Linked DNA regions of Mus musculus: region 1 is linked to region 2. A link is a contact called in public Hi-C data. All regions are on one chromosome and are shown on one strand. The core of a region is the stretch at or near the end of the contact, and the rest is flanking DNA. Distances in the headings are between cores, read along the strand shown.

Region 1 (4,234 bases), core at 563-3,062, 560 kb after region 2:
ACGAGCTCAAAGGGTAGGCAAGCTCTCCCACGATCCTCTTAGGGCACCGACTTCTATTCACCCTCCATTCATGATCACAATGAATAGGAATTATCTCCCCAGGATTTCATCTCAGAATAACCCCAGGTGGGATTTCAACATCTTGGAAAGTCCATAAACCCAAGGGAATAAAAATAAAAAGGCAGGATGACATCAAACTTATAGGAAGACAAATTGAGGAGTGTCTTAGGGTTTCTATTCCTGTGAAGAGACTCCATGACCAAAGCGACTATTATAAAGGACAACATTTAATTGGGGCTGGCTTACAGGTTCAGAGGTTCAGTGCTTTATCATGAAGGCTAGAAGCATGGCAGCATCCAGGCAAGCTTGGTGCTGGAGGAGCCGAGAGTTCTACATCTTGATCCATCTGCATCCAGAAGACGACTGTCTTCCAGGCAGTTAGGAGGACAGTCTCAAAGCCCACCCTGTACAGAGACACTCTTCTTCTAACAAGGCCACACCTCCTTATAGTGCCATCCCCAGGGACAACTATATTCAAACCACGATGGGAAGGAACCCAGATCTTTGCAAAATGTTACCAGTGACATCACCAAATAATTGGCACGGAACTGGCCTCATAAATACTCGTGAAAAAAATGGATGCATAATTAATTAAAGTAAGTGTGACAGAAGGTGCATGGAATCTGTGCATGCTCATGATCTATGAAAACGAGAACTTGAACAAATAATTTTGTATGGAGAGTTTGTAGTCTACTGCCAACGATTGATGCTCATTGACACAGTATAGAGTGATATGGTAGACAACTCTTAAGTCTATACTAACTGAAAAGGATAGACAGAAATATTCCTTCTCATGGGTGACAGTTGACATTTCAGTAATATAATGTATGAATCTCTCCGCCCAAAGGAGTGGGGTCTGCTAATGTGTCCACCAACTTCCATCCTGTTAAGCTTGGACCTTGTCCATGATGGTCACTTTGTCTCTGGTGACTTTATGCCACACCTCCATGATGATTTTTCTCCTGTTTTCATCCTGTTAGAATGCAGTTACTGCATTCTACATTCTGCCATTTTGATGGCATCCATAGCTGCCTAAATTGGGGGGGGGGTGTCTGTCATTTACTTCACATAACTTTATACATCTTGATTCAAACAGTTTAAAATTTAAGACTTGAAGCCTGAAACCCTATTTCCATAAAGTAGTTGTGTTCTTCATGAATATAATTCAGACAGTGTGGTCTCCTTTGATCACTGACAAAACTCAGCACATTCAACTGAGGCTCCAAAAGTGTTATCTTCCATATATATCCTTGTATACAGATGTATTGGGATGGAGTGATTCCCGCAGATACAGGTTAGACTAGGAATATGTTTATATGCTTTGCTCAAACATCTGTGTTGACAGAAAAGCAGTTTTCCTATCTTTGGGTCTTTCATACAAATTGATTGATTTTCTGAAAATGACCTATTTCATGCAGAAGATATTGCTCAGTTGCTTCCTCGGCACATAGGTTGGATGCCCAGGATCTCATAAACCAGATGTGTCTCAGGACACTGCCTGATGTCTCCAGACTCAGAAGTGGGTAAGTGGGCAGGGAATGCTGAGATTCGAGATCATCTTCTGCTTAAAAACAAGCTTGAGTTTGATGCCAGGATGGGAAATGTAAGGCCCTATCTCAAAGAAAGAAAAACAAAATCTCCATAATATTTTAAAATCTCATCACAAAAAAAACATTCAAACTTCAGGGCAGAAGTGATTGCTTACCAATGTTCAGCCTTGCCAGTCTCTCAGAGCTAGGCAGTAAATATTTGTTGAATGAATGACTGTCCTCCCATTAAGCAATGAGGCTGCTTTAGCAATCAGACCCCTTAAATGGCATTATTTACTTGCTGAAAATGTGTTTTCCATATTGGCTAAGTTGTTTAATTTACATAGGCCTGTTGCCATACTGCTCTGTCACAGATCAACTGCAGAGCACACCCATCTCTTTTCTGACCTCCTTCTCACATCTAGACATGTTGAAAAGCAAACCCAGCTGTATCCATTTTGATTTAACAGCTCAGCCCTGCCCCGCCCCACCCTGCCCCTCTACCTTTAAATTGCAATTCTTTGATTTTCAATGCAGAGTTGACATGCCCCAGCCTGGTCTGTGATTCCACAAACGCTTTAGCTTTAGGTTATAAAGCAGACTCAAGTGGAGTCTTGTCTGCTTGTTTACTGGACTGTTTTAGAGACTGTTCAAATCCAAATGGCCGGGGGTGGGGGTGGGGGGAGATGGAAATTTAATGTGTTTCAGGCTTCGGTGCCTGAAGGTAAGGCAGACATTGGGTTTACCACTGCAGGTGAGCAGAAAAGACCTTTGAGCCTGAGCTATCCAGGTTTACCCCAGCAAATATATATCATACTCAAATGACAGGTTTTCTGTCAAATACTGAATGAGACACACCCACTCAGGAAAGTTGAGCAATTCTTTGCTTGTTCAATACTTTAATCCTCAGCTCAGTTAAACAGAAGCTCCAGCACACAGGACAGAAAGTACAGCAAACATCGGGCATGCCAAACACGACGGGACCTTTGCTGGCATTAACTCTGCCCTTTACTTCACCACTCCCCACTGGAAGAACAAGTTTGAAATTTTTTTTCTCTTGCCCTGGAAGCTGTTATTCTTATGACAAAAGACTGAGATCAATCACTATGCCAGCTCCACATCAGTCATTTGAAAGCATGACACAAGGGCAGGAATTACATTGAAATTTTAACATGTAAAGTGGTGGTAATGTGAAGGAATTGGTACTTGTTGACTATCCAAGAAAGGTTGATGCACCGTAATTCATTCGTAATTATTTATGAACACAAATCAGAGAGTTTTGAGTTGGGCTCTCTGTTAGCCATGGAAAGGAAAGAAAATGAAATCTCTTAAGAAGTCTGCAAAGAGCTGGGGAGATGGCTCAGTGGGTAAGTTGCCTACAGTACAAACATAGAGACCTAAGAAGAATCCATATGAAGAAGCCCAGAGCGGTGGAGACAGGCAGATGCCTGTGCCTCATAAGCTAGTCTACCTAACCTAGTCAGTCAGTCCCCGGTCAGTGAGAGACTGTCTCATAAAGTAGACAGCTTCTGAGGTGTAATATCTGAGGCTTTCCTCTATCTTTCCCATTCGAATACATGTAAAATCGAAAAAGAAAAATGCCAAACATGCACAATTCAACAGGTTCACATAGGTCAATATAATACCCATGATAGATACAGGTAGCATCATGGGATGAGCATGTAATAAATTTTGTGTCATTGTGTTGTCATTGGGTCTCAGTAATGTTTCCTTATGTCCTGGTCCTGGTTAGTTGTTTTTTTGTTTGTTTGTTTGTTTTCTGTCAACTACACACAACCTGGATTCCCCAGAGAAGGGGAATTTTCAATCGAAACTTTGCCGTGATCAGACTGGCCTGTGAGCATGTCTGTGGTGGACATTTTCCCAGCTGTTGACTTATAAGGAAGGGCCCAGCCTGTTATGAGAAGCACCAGCTCTCAGCAACTGGTCCCTGGATGCATTCAACAGCTACTTGGGCCTAAGCCAGAGAGTGAAGCAATAGACATTTATATGTTGTTTCTACTTTAGTTCTTGTTTGAGTTCCTGCCTTTACTTTCCTCAGTGATAAAGGACTACTTAAAAACTGTAAGTTGAAATAGAGTCTCTCCTATCATGTTGGCTTTGGCTAGAGTGGCTCATTATAAAGACAGAATGAGAGGAGAATTTGCTACTAATCAATCAAATGTCAAGCTCCTTGTGTCCCCTATTACAGGACTGTCTGGATATTTTGTATTGTACCATAAGGGTGATCCTGCCAGTAGGAAGCAGGAAAGGACATTAGACAAGAGTGGCATGTACCAAGCACCTGTGGCATAAAAAAATTAGCCAGTTCAATAATAGAAGTGCTGAGATTTTTCTTGGTAAACCAGAGCATGTTTGCCCAGAGAAGCATCCACAGTAGTTGGAGCCAGACCAGCTCATCCTTGTCTGGCTCTGGTCTGGAGTACAGTAGCTCCAGGCAGGGTCATTGGGGAAGAAAATGTAGCCAAAGCAACAGATAGTAGTATCTGACCAAGTGGAAAAGGCCCACTGGAGTTGCAAGTGACCTAGAGGATAACATGGCAGCCATAGTCACCCTGTAGGGCAGCAGGTGCTTCAGTAGGTCTAGACATAGCTATCTCAGATTGACAAACTTGTGGTGCACA
Region 2 (3,756 bases), core at 458-2,957:
TACACACACACACACACACACACACACACACACACACACCAATCAGTGAGTACATTGTTCCCTGATTGACAATACAGACTTAGAGATGGCTCATTCATTTGGTTTACAGCTTCTCAGTGGCTTCAGTCAGCATTCAAAGGTTCTGTTTTGAGCCAGGCATGGTGGCATGTGCTTGTGATTTGGAGTTAGAGGCAGGAATATCGATTGCTGAAAACTCAGGGTCAGCCTGGTCTACATAGTGAGTTTGAAGTCAGCCAGGATATACAGTCATGAGTCCCTGTGTCAAAATAAACAAATAAGAATTTGTTTGTTTACTTTTAGCTTGAATTTGAACCTCAACCAATATGCTGAGGTAGTAAGTTCCTTGGGCCTTAGTTCCAGAGAGTAGAAAATGTGAGGGTAGGTGACATTTTGCCTCAGATGAGAAGAGAGGGTGATATTTTTTCTTGGATGGAGACAGTTTTTTTTTCAGACTCCCAAACTATAACAGGAGAGAGACAGTATTATGGTAATATTTGTATATATCAAAACAGTGCCATAGAGAACAAAAATACTTGGGCAGACTTTATGGGAAGAGTAAAATGAAAGGAAATATAGCAAAAGCTTGTCAGGAGACATGAAGAAAAAGATGCAGTGTATGGGAGACCAGTACTCATAATAACAGTCCTAATGTTGTACCTATACCTGTGAATAAATTATATCGAAAGGCTGTTGATTAGGAGCCATTCAACAGGGCCTGAAGGCATGGCTCAGTGAATTAAGTGTTTGCTGGGTAGGTATGAGGACTAGAGTTCAGATCCCCAGACCTCATGCAAAAGCCAGATGCGGTGATGTATCTGCATAATCAGTGGTGAACAAGACACTCGATCTCAAACAAGGCAGAGATGAGGACTGACATCCAAGGTTGTCCTCTGACCTCTACACACTAAGTATGGATCCCACAGACCCTCATTCACCCATCCACCAATCTGCACCCCACCCCAGCCCCCCAGCCCCCACCCCCACCCACCCACATACACACACACACACACACACACACACACACACACACACATATGAACATGATCACACACATACACCTTGGTGCACATTAGATTACAGATGAAAAACACCATGAGCTAAAGGGAACCATAGCAGATGTCTTATGTTCAGTATGCAGTGACTGCTTGGGACATCAAAATAAGTCTTCGTGTCAGCAAGGCTGACAAACAGCTGTCTTTGCTTCACTCACCAAATGGGACGCTTGCGTTTGTGTCTAACTCTACATCTTTGAAGCCTAACATCATAATCCCAACACATACGCCTCAATTATTTGGATGCATCTATATGGACTCAGCCTTACCTATCTCTCCTCCAATTTCCCATGGTTCAAACCAAATTCAAGAAGACAGATGCAAGTAAAGATCTTGTTTTCCTTTTAAAATTTCTGTGGCACACCTGAAGGAAACTTTAGGTTAAGAACCTACATCCTGGAATGTGTGGTTCATGAATTGGTGCCACCTGGGAGGTAACCATGTAGACAGACTCTCTGGCAGACAGGCAAATGGGGAGAAGAGTCATGCCTACATGATAAAGATAGTAAATTTCTAAGGTGGTAGCTTCTTCCTCACCCTCCTGACCTAAGATAAAAGGCTGGCCCTACTGATGGACTGTTTCACCGAGTTCTAGGTCACATCAGGACTTGTTTACAGAGCAGTTAAAGGCCAACCAGCCATTCTGCTTTTTTTTTTTCAGACTGATCAATTGTTAAATGAAGGAAGGAAGACTCTCCCCAGCCCATGAGAGAAGATGGAAAATTTGGACAGTCCCCTCTCTGCTTCGGGGTGGGCACTTTTTCTGCTGTGTGTTCTGCAGTATGTGAGGTTTTCCTACCCCAGTGAAAGTCTTTCTTCAACTTCTGATTCCTTCTCTGTTTGCCGTGTTCAAGATTTCTCCACTGCTTCCTGCTGGCCCTTTTTCTGCCTCTTTATTCTCTAACAGGCAGAGAAAACATGGGAACAGCAGTCTCTGATGTGCTGACTATGCCACTGTCCTGGTGTGAGAAGAACGTTCTATCGTTACACAGGTCAGGGGAGGCAAGGGCCACAGCTGCCTGTGTTTGCTTCTTTTAATTGGGTTGCTTTTGATTTCCAACTTATTTGACTTGGGTTCCAGATTTGTTTTCCCTGTGTGACACCGACTTGGATGCTATTAACAGGCCCATCTGTTTGCTTTGCTTAAATAAAATGTAAATTGGTTTTTGTTTTCAATTTCAGGTGCTTTTCTGGTGGTCTCTGCTGTTCACCATCTAAGGTGGTTGGGCCATGGTGGTGAATGTTTAGCTGCCAAGAGTAGAGGAATCTAACTATTTGGTCATTTTTCCTTAAATGCATGTGATTTTAGTATTTAAGGAAATTCTCAGTCTTTCATAGATTTTGATTTGCTGGTGGGTGATTTTTATTCCCTTTTTCTGCTACCCCATTCTTTCCTATCCAGGAGCCCCACACTCATTTGTATTCTTATAGTGTGTGTGTGTGTGTGTGTGTGTGTGTGACTCTGTGTGTATGTGTGTATATGAGTGACTGTGTGTGTGCTTATGTGTGTATGCGCATGTTTATATATGCGTGTATTGTCTTTATGTATGTGTGTTTATGTGTGTATATATGTGTTTATATGTGTGTGTCTGTGTGTATGTGTGAATATGAGTGATTGGGTGTGTTTATGTGTGCATGTATGTGTATGTGTATAAATATGTGTGTATATGCGCAAATCTACACAAATCCATCCTTCCTATGAACTGCGTATAATGGTGTGTATACAGTGGAGCTTTTCCAGAGAAAGAGAACCTCAGAGGGCTATGTGGGAGAAATTGTCTCATTATTACGGGGAGGAAATGTTTCCTGTCTGCAACTGGTAAGGGCACTTGGCTTATTTCAGTTCTGGCTTTCTAAAAGTCTCTTAGATCCATCATGGAAAATTAAGCATCAAGGTGTGGCTCACTCTGATATTTTCTGCATCTCCTCAAGTTTCGGGAGCATGCTCGTGAGAGGATATGCTGTCTTTTGTATTTAGGTAGCCATTCTTGGCGAATGCTTCTTCCTGCTCCCTGTAATTCACTTTTATTTTAGAAACTGAATCAGTATAGGAATGACGTTCCTGGAGCTACCATTCGGCGCAGTGTGAGAAGACTCTAAGGGCTCTGATGGGGACTGTGAAGCTGACAGATCGCAGATGTTTCATTCTCACGAAAACTTAACGATCGCCACCTATTTCTAGGTGGGAAGAAAACGTGAGAAGTGTGTTGACTTGGGAAATGTTGGGCCCTTGGTCCTGAGAGATGAGCACCTCTCTCTTAGGCTTGGGATGGGGTGAGACACAGTGCAATTAACCCGGGACTTGTACGATGCGTGTTTGCCCTTGTCCTAAGCAGTCTTTGCTTAATTATAGTTCATCGAAAGACATTAAATCATAGCTTTGCTATACATCATAAACAATTGCGAGGAACCATGGCAGTGCTATAAAATCATTTATAAGATCCAAACCTGGAGAATGGTGTTTAAAAGTTTTAAGGCCAAATTAAATAATGCACTAAAAAGGCCAACCAGGTGAAATGGAAACACATTCTATTACCCACGAATGAGTGTAATAAAATTTATCCCATAATAACTTATTTGTCCCACAGTCGTCATCTCTTAATTTCCCTAGCAGGGAAAACAATGAGGCAAGAGAAGTGGGAGTTTGATTAGAAACTCATGTTCTCACTAACTTGTTGGATCT

The links. A called contact is a pair of places that touch in the nucleus more often than the background predicts.
Region 1: a contact with region 2 is called in a Hi-C map of liver, with 3 times the contacts expected there. The contact joins two enhancer-like sites. A contact is called at or near these places in 2 of 484 Hi-C or Micro-C datasets (liver and muscle stem cells) and 3 of 115 datasets of contacts at active chromatin or transcription factors (bone marrow-derived dendritic cells, large pre-B cells and regulatory T cells).

The regions. Positions count from the first base shown.
Region 1 is chr10:96,922,454-96,926,687 of GRCm38.p6, forward strand. No RefSeq gene overlaps it. Among named protein-coding and RNA genes, the nearest start is that of Gm46240, 23 kb to the left of the region's middle. Within about 2 kb of position 1,813, at least 26 of the 459 cell types and tissues checked have an H3K27ac peak or open chromatin away from gene starts, as enhancers often do. A contact at or near this core is called in liver, where this site is marked.
Region 2 is chr10:96,360,279-96,364,034 of GRCm38.p6, forward strand. Gm33782 (a long non-coding RNA gene) reads left to right here. Exons shown (of 4, transcript XR_871978.2): 4 at 1,735-2,249. Among named protein-coding and RNA genes, the nearest start is that of Gm33782, 53 kb to the left of the region's middle. Within about 2 kb of position 1,708, at least 10 of the 459 cell types and tissues checked have an H3K27ac peak or open chromatin away from gene starts, as enhancers often do. A contact at or near this core is called in liver, where this site is marked.